Linked DNA regions of Mus musculus: all the other regions are linked to region 1. A link is a contact called in public HiCAR-type and HiChIP or PLAC-seq data. All regions are on one chromosome and are shown on one strand. The core of a region is the stretch at or near the end of the contact, and the rest is flanking DNA. Distances in the headings are between cores, read along the strand shown. Region 1 has its middle 230 kb from the start of 1700012I11Rik. Region 2 holds the start of St3gal1 (ST3 beta-galactoside alpha-2,3-sialyltransferase 1). Region 3 overlaps St3gal1 (ST3 beta-galactoside alpha-2,3-sialyltransferase 1).

Region 1 (3,991 bases), core at 1,181-3,680:
TTGTAACTAATAGAGGTAGACACTTATGGACAGCCTCAGTGTGAGTAGATGGAACCAGGAAGTGGAAGAGTACACATAAAGAAAGGAAATAGAAGAGAACGCACCAGTACAGTACATCTCTTGGCCTTCATATATGCTCCTGGGTAGTTCTTTCCATAAATACCATATGTGTCTTCTTTTACAAAGGGAACTGTCTTTTATATTCGTGGAATGGACCCATTCCGTATCCATAGAGACAATGGGAAATGTTTCTGGTTACCTCCCTCAGTTCACACCTACCTTTCCTGGATGGACACCACCCCCATCCCCCCCCACCCAGTTTGCAACAGGAAGAGTCTGTTAACTTACAGAAGTCATAATAAACTCAATGTGATACACAGTAGACAGTGTTGAGAAGAGACGGGCATAGAACAAAGTCAAGATGCCTCCTCCTTTGTACAGAGAGAAAGAGGTCGGCATGTACAGTTTCTGTGGTTTGTGTGGCTTGTACAGCTTGTGTGGCTTGTGTACATAAATGTCTTTGCTGAGGCCAGTACCCTTGTGCTCGGTTGTCGGCACAGGTCAGGGAGTTCTCTCCTCAGTCCAATTGGCCTGGCCATTCTACTATGTAAAGGGATGCCCTTTTTCCTTATTAACCAATTTGAAGAGACCCTGGGAAAAATGTGCCTTCAGCCCCACCCCCACCCCCCACCCCCTGCCCCACCGAGCCATCACGTGGCAACTTCTTTGTGTAGTCTCAGTGTCTGAGGACTTGTGCAGCCAGGGACCAACATCTGCCAGTGTCAGCCACGCCTTCAACTCTGAAATCTCAGGCACCAGCTAGTTTATTTGACTTCCAGAAACATTACTGGCTAGTTCTTTGGTTAGATTTCACCAGTGTGGACACACCGTTGGCATTTTTGCTCTTTATTATAGAGTCTCTGACCCTTCCTAAACTCTTCAACTCCATGATTTCCACAGAGGACAGAGAGATGCCAGTTCGGAAGGGACAGAGCCCATCTGGCCTGCCAGCTGGCTCTAACTCAGTGTCCATCCAGAGGATTTCTTGAGAATAAGATGAAAGGTCCAGTGGGAACTCAAGGAAAATCCAACCATGGACATTCCCAGACTCAACAGCTTTGGTGATGGTGTCAGTCTCTGAGTTTTTGCCTTTATTGTGCCTGTTTCCATGAGAGAAATCATTCTCCATTGATCTATCTGCAATAATAATAGAAGAGATGCCTCTGTATAACCCAAGACTATAATTTTTTGAGGCAGGTACCACTGTATGACTTATTATTATTATTATTATTATTATTATTATTATTATTATTATTATTATTATTATTATTTTGGAACTTGTTATGTAGATCAAACTGGACTAAATCTCACCGAGATCCACCTGCCTATGCATTCCAAGTGCTGGGATTAAAAGTGTGTGCAACCAAGCCTGACTTCAGCTTCCTACATCTTAAGGCAAGTTTTTTCTAAGTTATATGAACTTGATCCCTCGGGCACCCTCTGTCCAGATGCCTTCTCACCCTTAATCCTATAACAGACGTTTAGAAGCTGCTTTTGCTAACGTGAATTGATCCTTCACTTGGGCTCATAAGTTAACTAAGCACTGTGACTGCCTGGAGCTTCTGACTTGTAATTCCTGTTTGAAATCACATAGGCATTCTTATTACTGAGGATCACTGAGGAGGGTCTGTCTTCCCTGTCTACCTCACCCTCATCCAAGGCTGAAGGAACAAAAACAAGTCATTTTCTCAAACCCCAGTCACCTTGGACTCCAGGAACAGCAAATCCTTCAGGATAGACCATCCGCAAAATGAGAACAATTATCTGTGATGAGAAGACTGTGCCTTGGAGCAGATCAGCTTGTAGGAACCAGGTTAGTCCCCTTGGGCAATGGTATACTTTACAAATTACCAATTTATCAGTTCACCTAGAGGGACCATAGCTGGGACATTAGGATGCACTGCATCTTGGCTCAGACTGCGTAATTACATACATCCCTTGCTCTCTCTTCGAATTCATTCCTTATTTAAATATAAAGCTCATCTCACTACCCATGATGAGCCTGTGGGGTTTTTTTTTTTTTTTTTTTTTTTGCCTCTCTTTCCAGCACAGTAATTGTGTCTCCTTTTTTTGTGCTTTTTATCATTCTTCTTCCTTTGATTAGTATATTGGTATGGGTGTTCAAATACAACTTGTTGAGACTGTCATGGCTGGATCTACTGCCCTAAAACTCCTGTTACATCTGACTATATTTGTAGATGAATGGGTCTTCTCCAGACTTCTGCTCCAAAGGCTACTGTTGCCTGTGGCTATTTCTAGCACTCAGAAATTTTTTGGTGGAGACCACTATCTCTTCTTCTCAGAGCCTGGGACAAGTTCCAAAATCAACAGCAGTGATGTCAGTTGCCTGTAGCAGCCACAGTGAGGTCGGCACAACCAGCCTCACCCTTCCTTGGTGGGGCCTCTAACTTGAAAGGCCCTGGAGAATCTGTGGCTAAGGACTGCTCTGTTCTTAGAAATATTTCCCCAGTGTTCTTTTGGTTTTTACTCCTACATGTTCAATGTTGGAAATGTGAAATGTAAAGAAAAGAGTTAGGTCACTGGAACCTTAGAGTAGCTTTCTTGACGTGTCAATGGGTCTCTGATCAGAGTGACTTGAAAATTAACCAACTATCTAGACAGAAAGGGAGTAAGTAGACAAGAGTCTGGGCTTTTGATGATGAGTCTAGAACCATATCTTAGGTTTTTCAACCTTGCCCCCCCCCAACATTCCTTTTATGTCTGGGGTTGTTTCTTTGTCCACAGAGGACATGCACTTTACTGCTCATCTCCAGCATCAGAGAAGAGCTACCTGCATCTCAAGCCTTCAGTTTTCTGTAATGATGGGCTCAGTGGATACTGGCACAAAGCTGGAAGTGGACATGGGGACAATTTGGTTAATCAGCCTTACTTGATAGGAAGATTCCTCAGTTTAGATGGACAGTATATGGGAAGGCAAAAGCTCTTAGCTGTTAGAACTCATTTTCAAACTAGGCCTTACATGAGTTTTACAACTATGGAGGGATTTATTAATCCCCATACTTCTTGCTTTTACTCTCTGTTTCAATGTTTTCCTCAATTAAAAGACAGAACTTTCCAGATCTGTTACTCAGGGGTTTTGCTGTTTAGTCAGATGAGATAAGGAAAGTCCCAATGTAAGAAATGAGAGCAAAGAGAAGATGTACCAGTCAGAGAGGCAAGGAAAGAAGAGTGAATGAGGAGCCAAGAAGGGGAGAAGGCCGGGGTACCTTAAAACTGATGCTCCAGGGTTAGGCATGGAGATGGTCTGGAAGAAAGTGGTCTCAAAGCCAGAAGACTGAAAGGCTGATTTTGGTGCATTGCAAATGAGATGTCTGTGCAGGTTCTGAGAGATGCCAGAGAAGCCTGATGACATTTGGTAGTTGTCCTGAGCTTCCTCAGCTGACTTTACACAGCAACCTGACCATACTGGGACACCACTTAGACTCAGTTCATACCAAAGGGTATGTAGACTCTCTCTCTCTCTCTCTCTCTCTCTCTCTCTCTCTCTCTCTCTCTCTCTCTCTCTACTTATAGTAGAACTCAAGTGTCTTAATATCATGCTCTGAAGCTCGCTTTGTTCAACCCTTCTTTTACATTGCTGCAACCTGAGTCTGAAGGTCACCAAGGGCACACATGTTAAACCCTTGCTCTCCAGCTTGTGCCTGTTAGGAATTAGGTGAATGTTTCAGGACTGGAGCACTATGGGAGGAGTTCATATCCTTCAAAGGACTTGTGGGGTCTCAATCTTGCTCCATCCTTTGCATTCTGTTGATTTGTTCTACCCACACTTCACCCATGACGTGAGACATCCTCACAGGCTCATAGTAATAGTCCACTGAACCCAGACTGACATTCCTAAGACCATGAGCCCTAATGAACCTTTATCTTTATGACTTGATCTTCTCTTATACTTGCTTTGATCACAGTAAGC
Region 2 (4,074 bases), core at 793-3,292, 280 kb after region 1:
TACAATTAATTCATCCAGCACTCCCTTACTAGCTTCTGGACTACAGGGAGAGGACTCCAGTCAGCGGGAAGCAAGGCACAGTGTTCCTCAGCTACAGTAAGCCTCATCAAATCAAGAGGCACATGGGCAGCAGATACAGGCTTGCAAACCACAGGGCTCTTTTCTTTAACCCTGAGGTCCAGTTAGGTGACCATTTAACTTGTATTCTACTGAAAGTCACCACAGTGTGAGTATGTTCCTGCTCCAAACTGTATCTGTGGGGACCAAGGATCTAAGTGGCTCACACTAGATAGGGCTGCAAGATGTTGTGCTAGGGAGGACAGTAGCCGATGGGGATGGGATCTCTGCCTTCCTCTCACATACACACAAAAGAATGCCAGGCGCTGCAGTTTGAACAGCTTCTCAGAGAGAACACAGCTCATAGAGATGCGCCCAGTGACAAGGACCTCACCTCGTTTCTAGCATGGAAACCCAAACCAACCTAGAACAGCAGAGAAAACTACTCAGCACAGGTCATAGAACACCTTGGAGACCCCCTCCTCTCATATCCTGGTGAGGGACAGCCCAGTGGCAGATCAGACCCCAGTGAGGTTTAACTGGAAGAGTCTTGGCAATACTTCTCCCTTACCCCGCACACACAAATTATAACTTAGAGGTTTCTGTTCTTTTCCTTCCTTTTCTGGTAGTTTGTTGTTTCTTTGTCCTCCACTTCTTCCCTTTTAACAATTTCTCTTCTACTTCCTCGGAACTTACACAGTGTACCAACCCTATCTAGGCAGTCCAGAAGCAGAGTTGAAACCCACTCCTTCCTCCTTCCACAAGCTGGCTTGGATTGAGTGAGCTCTTAGATGCCAAGGGCAGTTTCAAGAGCCCTGTATCCACTTGCTCAGTACAACAACCCAAGCAAACGAACGCTGGGACCAGGGCCCTTTGCAAGGGAGTACGTGGAAACACAAACCTAGGAAACAGTGGATATGGCCCAAAGAGCCCAAGATCACACCGTAATGGAGAAGTGCCGCAAATTCGCCCCAACATTACAGCCTCATTCTAGTGAGTAAACAGCCAGGCAGCTCTGGCCTCCCCCACTGCAAAGGCTTGTCCCCAGAAGTCTCCAGAACTGAAAACGGAGAGACTCCTGCGCACACCGTCTTTCCTCTTAACATTCCACGGAAAAGTTGTAGATGAGATAGTTCCAGTGAGAGGATACCCACTGACAAACCAGATCTTAGAAATGCCTTTTAAATCCACCATTTATGATCTACGACCCACACACGTTAAATTCCGTACCCTCACTTCCCTATTAAAACAGAAAAACTTCTACCCTAACCTAAACCAAATCCCCATCCCCAGGCTGCCTTGGGGACCTTTCTAACTCTGATTCCCACTATCAGCCTTTGCTTAGCGCTGGTCTGCGAAGCTGTCTATCCATCCGCAAAGGAAAGGCCCTCGGCGGAGTAGACGGGAAGGGCGGGGATGTGGATGCTTATAGTGACCTGCTCTGCGGCTCCCAGTCCTGGCTGCACAGACACCGCAATCCCTAACCCCGCGGTGCCCCTCCCCAAGCCTACCTAAATCCCACCTCGAGTCCCACGCCCTCAGAAAAAGCGGTGGCTTTGCCTGATCGCCCTCTCTCTCCACTGCGACCCTGAATGGGGCTCTTCTGGGCACCGCCAGCCACATCCTCTCGGTGCACGCCCAACGCCTCGTCCCTCGGGTTGACCCCACGGGCTTCGAGCCTCTCGGGAGTTCTTCCCTAGCCTCGCCAGCTGTTCCCGCAGATCCCTCTCTTGAGGCAGTGATATTGTTCCCGCGCTGCCTCCTCCGGCGTCTCTCAGACGGGTCCGGCCTCCACCCAGCCCGCTGCTGTCCACGTGGCTTGGCTGAGCTATATTGAGCTTGCAGGAAGCCCCAAGCTAGAGGAAAGCCGAGCTGAGGCCGGCAGGAGGGGCGGAGGGGGGCGCCCGAGCGCCAAGGGGCGGGCGCTGGGCGGAGGAAGGGGAGGAACCTAGAGCCGAAGAGCCGTGCTGGGCGCGCCGGAGTCACGGCTGGGACCGGGCGGGCGAAAGCGACTCCTCCCCGGACGCCCCGCCTCTCACTCCCGTTACACCCGGGGGAAGGTGTTCCAGAGGCGGCTCCCATCCTCACCCCGCCTCCCTTTTCTCCGGCGCTAACCTCTGCCGGCGGAGCCCACTATGCCAGACACTTTCGACACTTTGCAAAGACAAAGAGCCCTAAACCGGAGGGAGGAGAGAGGAGGAGGCAGAGAAGGAGCGTGAGGTTTGAGCTGGCTGGGTAAGTATCCTGAACACATCTCCTTAGATACCTCTCTGAACCTCTTCAGTGCCCCCAAAGTCCGGAGTGTCTCTGGCTTTGGTAAGTACGCACCCAGCTGGTCCCTGTCCCGGTGCCCCAGGGACGGCGCCCCCTCGCGAGTTGGGGCTGGAGAAATGTTGCTTGTGTTCTCTGAGTACTGAGGTGATCGTCCCGACCCGGGCACAGAAGGGGTGGGAAAGGGACTAGAAAGGTGTAACAGTAGAAATGGGACCAAAGACCCTAGGCGCCAAGAGGGAGACACAAGGAGAGAGATCTCTGTCTCCGCCACGGTGGTCTTCTACCTGCGGGTCAGGGAGGAGACTCCAGCTCTGGGGCTCCAGGCTCTTTGGCACTTACTGGAGGAGCCTGCCGGAGCTCAGTGAAGAGCCTATGGCAGTTGTAGCAGTGGCTCCCGGAGCGGCCGTGGTGACATTGCGCCCAGCACCGCAGTGGATCCCCGCCCGGGCCGCGGGTAGGAGACTCCATCAGGCGCAGATTGTCCCCACTCTCTAGAGAAGCGGAGGTCTCGGGCTGGGACACTGGGGACGCTTGGAAAGCGTTGGTTTTCCAGACCAGAGGTCTGGACAGTGTCCGGATGGAGTCTCCCGATCAGCTGTGGGCAGGCGCGGACCCGGGAGGAGGCTGTTGGTCCCCGGGACACCTCTAATACCGCCCCGTTTCGGATCTCGGGGAGAAGTTGGAGCTTAGGACAGCACAGCAAAAAGCGGTGTGTCAGAAAGTGGGTAGATGAGGGTGGTCAAAGTGAGCGTGGCGGTGGAAAGTCTAAACTTGGAATCTGCTCCAAACCCGTTAGGCGCCGCAGCTGCCAAGAAATAATGGGACAAAAGTTAGCAAAGTCTGCATCTCTGTAGTGTGACCTGCGCAGGGCATGGTCTGCTGCTTTGATATGTGCACGGGGTGGGCAATGGTGACACCGGACAAAGCGACTTGGTTGGAGTACTATTAGCTCGGGATTCGGACCTTTGCGCAAGCAACTTTCAGCCCTCGTTTTTCTACGCGTGGGTGTTTGAGTGTGACCTTGCGGGAGGCAGCGCGGCTGAACTCGAGAAGGGGATTAAGTCTCCCGGTGCCTGCCTCGTAGTACAGGTAAAGCGTGGGGCCCTTCGCCTTGCTTCACCGTGGAGTCTCAGAAAAGGTGCCCGAACCTCCATCCATCTGCTGGAACCTGGAGTTTCTCCAGCCTTTTGCACAAGGGTCCTAGCCAGCTTCTTCCTCCAGCAGGAATTGGTGGCGCGCTCCATGAGAGACATGTGCGCGCCCAAAAGCGTGCGAGTGGGTGGGAGTTGGGATGGTCAAGCCATCTCGGAAGCTGATTGACTCCCGGAGACACTAGTGACCCTCCCCCACCCCCCACCCCCCAGGACAGGAACAAGCTCGCACAGTTGCTACATCAGGCATTTGCCAGACTTTCTCTGTGTTTAATGGGTAAAGCCTGTCCTCTCCCAGTTTACCACTGTCTCGGGTCCCCACGCTTCCATGGACTTGTGGTGAGATGGAGCGCCCACGCCTTCCTGCTGCAGGTGAGGGGCGCTCCCCAGCAGAAAGACTGCTAGGATCAGGGGACGATCTCTGCCACCGCTTCTGACTTGTAGTTGATGCTAACACTGTGCGCACTAAAAGGGCCTCTAGAAGGCGTCCCGAGTCCGGACGCCCCTTGTCCCTTTCCACGATTGCTACTAAATTAAAATTCATCCAGTGACTTCCAGGAGAGCGCTGAGCACCCACCCTGCTAAACCAGAG
Region 3 (3,966 bases), core at 1,437-3,936, 310 kb after region 1:
AAGGTGTGACCTTGTTGAAAGACATATGTTGCTGGGGGGTGGTCTTTAAGGGTTCAAAAGCCTCTCTCTCTCTCTCTCTCTCTCTCTCTCTCTCTCTCTCTCTCTGCATGTTGCCTTCAGATCAGGCTGTATAGCTCTTGGCTACTGCTCCAGCACTATGCCTATCTGCTTCTTGCCATGATGATCATGAACTAATGCTTAAAAACTCTGATTAAGCCCTCAATTAGATGCTTTTCTTTCATAGGTAGGAGTTGCCTTGGTCATGGTGTTTGTTCGTAGCAGTAGAACAGTATCGAAGACACTGACCTAGAGATTCCACTTCGAGGCTGCATCCCAAGGACCAACTGAACTACAGAAGGGCTGAGCTGAGTGTGGGTGGAGCCTGTGGGAGTACCTTCAAAGGCTTGGCTAGAGCTCATTTCTTAGAGCACATGGCCAGTCACTGTGGGAACTAGCTACCTACAAGCCAGGTGCACTCCACTTATCAAGAGCTTGCATTTTGTTTTAAATGAGTGGCTTTGTATAATGTTTCCGTAGCAACAACTCCAAACCAATTGAGCCTTTTATGGAACAGGGGCACAGGGTGGTTTAGTAACCCACAGACAAGTGGTTCTGAGATGGTCTTTAGAAGTTGTGGCGTGCTTCCAGAGCCTCACCCACCAGCTCTATTGCCTTTTCAGGATCCCTGCTCCTAATTTTTTATAGCTTCTAATGCCTGAAAAAATAGCCTGAATGGCCAAGTTCAGGAACAGGTTTAAATGGGGTGCAACTTAGAATGGAATCATTCATAATGGGTGCGTGTAGAGTTTTCCCTAGAGCACTGGAATGTTCCAGGTATTAGGTGCTAAGGGGAAAGTCTCGCTTGTGGATAGAAAACAGTGAATACTGGGGGCTGGTGATGTAGAGTTCTCTCTCGGGCTTGTATACCTTCAGCTGTGCTTGTTACAGCAGGCTCATTTATCCACATTCATGAGCACCTGTTCCATTGTTCCAATCCTGAGACAACAGTGGCTTTTAAAGGTCAGGACCAGGAGTGTTCCTGCACGTGTGACTGCTCACTATCCAGCTTGTCGTGGGCTCTCTGCTATTACCTGCTTCTTCACTGTTGTACCGGATGTAATGCGCATCAGCCTCCCTTGGATCCAACACGTCACTTCAATGGACAATGGATATTTTCTGTCAACCACGGCAGCCAGTCCCAGTGTCACAGGGTGAGGGAGCATAACCACGGGCATGGAAATTTTGCAGGTGCTTTTAGAAGCCAACCCTACACAGAGTTCTTCACTGTTCACGGATGGCCAGCTTTTGGTCTGGCCACACCCAGCTGGTTGGAGGTATTCAGGCATTTACGAGTTCTGCAGATAATCTTGGTTTCAGGAGTAGTTTCTATCTGTATCCTTCCTCCTTCTAATGTTCATGCCTATGATTGCCCTGGTATAGAGTCTGAGTTCTGTGAGAGGAAGGAAAATCCTCAAAGTCTCCTCAGACTTCTCAGTCTCAGCTCTCCCAGTCTCACCCCTCCTGTGAGGCACAAAGCAGTCCATCTTCAGAACAGTGATTGTTACTGTGGCACAGCAAATCACGGTTCTGCTACTCACTGAGATATCCTGACCTCAGTTTCCTTACCTGTGAAATGGACAGAATAGCTAATGATACCGTAAATTAGTTGATATACAGAAACTTACTCAGAGTCCTTCTAGATGGATCTCACTCTGACGGACTGTATGAAACAGAAGAGTCACCAGTACGTATTGATCCAAGCTCAACTCTTGCTCCAGAGGGAAGGAAAGTTTATTCTGAGCCAAATACAAGTGACCGTGGATCAGGAACACAGACTTGGGTTGCCCCAAATGAAGTATTTTTCCTGTTTACTGCTAACATGGACTCTATAGTCACAGAACAAAAGAATGTCATAGAAAAATGCATATACTCAAAACTTCAGTGGGGACATCAGGTGGGCAGGTTCCAGCAAAGGGGGCAGGCTATCCCTGCTGTAGATTTCAGAGGCACTCTGATGACGTGCTTAGCTTTTAACTTGGTGAAAGCTGGTCGTGTGTTAATACACACTCAGGGTCTCACTTGAAGTTAGAATAATGTTAGGTCAGAGACAGGGATAGTTGATTATTAGTTATTAAGAAGACTTAAAAATAATCTGTAATGATTGTTTATGAGTCAGGGTCTTATATAGGCAAGCTGGCCTTGAACTTGCTATGTAGCTAAGGATAACCTTGAACTTCTGTTCTTCCTGCCTCTACTTCCCCAGTGCTGAGGTTACAGGTGGACAACACCATGCACCACTTCTACAGTGCTAGGGATTGAAGCCAGCATAGGCTAAGAAAGCACCCTACCAACTGAGCTACACCCCCAGCCTGGGGCTGTAATGTTTTCTCTCTGTCTACAACAGTTCAGCTACCCACAATTACTGAGCACTAGTCAATCTGCTAAATCTTCAACATAGGTGTGGCGTGTGTGTGTGTGTGTGTGTGTGTGTGTGTGTGTGTGTGTCTGTGTGTGTGTGTGTGTGTGTGTGTGTGTGTGTGTACTTGAGTTCACAACAAAAGGGTGGCTGTAGGGAAGGATAGAGATATGATGTCATAGCTCTTATGGCCACTCCAAAGGAAAGCCTGCTGTGCCTCAGGGACTTCATGCCCCTGTGGTTTGCGTATGTTCTTCCTTGCTGGAACAGCTCATTCTTTGCCTCATCATGAGTCAATTGTCATCTCTTCTTCAAAACTCATGCATGCACATGTCCTGTCTTCTGGGAATCACCCCTTTCCATATCCATTTTTACCCCAGTCTTCAACCAGGCTGTCTCCTTTGACATCTCCTACCCAACCTCCCCACTGCGTGTTATTGTCACCCTGGCCAGTCCTAAATAGCCCTGTGCTATTTAAAGAAGCAGGGCTGGTATTTCCTCTTTCCTTTGTGAGCCCCTGCCTGCACTGAGTGCAGTTTTTCCTTTCCAGCACCAAGGAAGGTGATGGACCAGGCAAGTCTAGGCATTCCCAATGCACTAGAAAATGTACTCCAATGCCAGGCTGTTCCCCACTGCTCTCAGAATCACAGGCTGGCCCACCGGCTCCATCAATAAACACAAAACTCAGAGTGCAGCTAGCTGAGTGGGTGGGGGTCAGGCAGGACTCCTGGGAATCTGTCTTTCCTCTTCAGCCTCCTCAGGTCCCTGCCACCCTGGACACCACCTCAGATCTAGTTTTAAGCCAATGGAAACCAAAGATCCTCTATCTGTGGCCTTGAGGTGTTTTGACTTTGGGAACTTTTCCTCTTTCTCGATACTGGCCCAAATAGCTACTACTTACATTCCTACATGCTTCCACTTTACTAAGCAAGCACACCCAAATAGTTTTCAGCCCTTTCTGAAATCAATGGCTGGGTGAGGAGGAGGAAGGGGAAGGGGAGGGTAACAGAGCCAGCCTGCCTGAGATCCATTTGGCAAGCCTTTGTGTTACATCCCACAGCTCGTCCAAGAGGCTGTTCGGGGAAGACACGTCACTATGTTGCTCAATGGTTTTTGTGTAAACACTTTTTCTAAGCACTGAAATTACCCTCTGTGCTGAGAGTAATGGCGATCGGGAAAAAAAGCAGGAAAAGGACCTTTAAGTTAAGGCTGGTGACGCAAACTTGCTTTTGCTTTTTGTCCTTTAGAACAGAATCACCCTCCTGCACTTAGCAGTCTCTGCAGATGGGCAGTGTACTCAATAGGGCCTCTACGGGTCAGACTCTGTCTCTCCCCATCCCCCTTCAATCCTATGCTTGAGTCAAGGAGAGTCACTCTAAAAGTGTTCCTGGAATCACCTTGAAAAATCATTGCACTGCATGGTGGTTGTGTAATATTCTAGCAAACAACAGTAGAACTTGGAAGTTTCCATCCCTCTATTGCTGCGTACTTGTGTGTCATGCACATCAATACATATGATCACGCTGGTTACTGTTACCAGCCCTGTGATG

What was found. HiCAR-type assays count read pairs that join an accessible place to other places. HiChIP or PLAC-seq counts read pairs in DNA pulled down with a chosen protein or histone mark.
Region 2: a BATF HiChIP or PLAC-seq map of CD8 T cells shows a contact between it and region 1, with 7 read pairs. The contact joins the promoter of St3gal1 here to the enhancer-like site in region 1. A contact is called at or near these places in 1 of 15 datasets of contacts at CTCF or cohesin (the NIH/3T3 cell line), 5 of 484 Hi-C or Micro-C datasets (CD8 T cells, bone marrow-derived macrophages, embryonic stem cells and 1 more), 22 of 115 datasets of contacts at active chromatin or transcription factors (the 230-238 cell line, CD8 T cells, DN3 thymocytes and 16 more) and 2 of 9 other capture datasets (liver and macrophages).
Region 3: a contact with region 1 is called in a HiCAR-type map of Th17 cells, with 3 times the contacts expected there. The contact joins two enhancer-like sites. A contact is called at or near these places in 1 of 15 datasets of contacts at CTCF or cohesin (the NIH/3T3 cell line), 1 of 115 datasets of contacts at active chromatin or transcription factors (Th17 cells) and 1 of 9 other capture datasets (adipose tissue).

The regions. Positions count from the first base shown.
Region 1 is chr15:67,458,975-67,462,965 of GRCm38.p6, reverse strand. No RefSeq gene overlaps it. Among named protein-coding and RNA genes, the nearest start is that of 1700012I11Rik, 230 kb to the right of the region's middle. Within about 2 kb of position 2,430, at least 15 of the 459 cell types and tissues checked have an H3K27ac peak or open chromatin away from gene starts, as enhancers often do. A contact at or near this core is called in CD8 T cells and Th17 cells, where this site is marked.
Region 2 is chr15:67,174,850-67,178,923 of GRCm38.p6, reverse strand. St3gal1 (ST3 beta-galactoside alpha-2,3-sialyltransferase 1) reads left to right here and starts at 2,042. Exons shown (of 9, transcript NM_009177.4): 1 at 2,042-2,292.
Region 3 is chr15:67,146,416-67,150,381 of GRCm38.p6, reverse strand. The region is part of intron 2 of St3gal1 (ST3 beta-galactoside alpha-2,3-sialyltransferase 1); the gene reads left to right. Among named protein-coding and RNA genes, the nearest start is that of Gm31400, 22 kb to the left of the region's middle. Within about 2 kb of position 2,686, at least 134 of the 459 cell types and tissues checked have an H3K27ac peak or open chromatin away from gene starts, as enhancers often do. A contact at or near this core is called in Th17 cells, where this site is marked.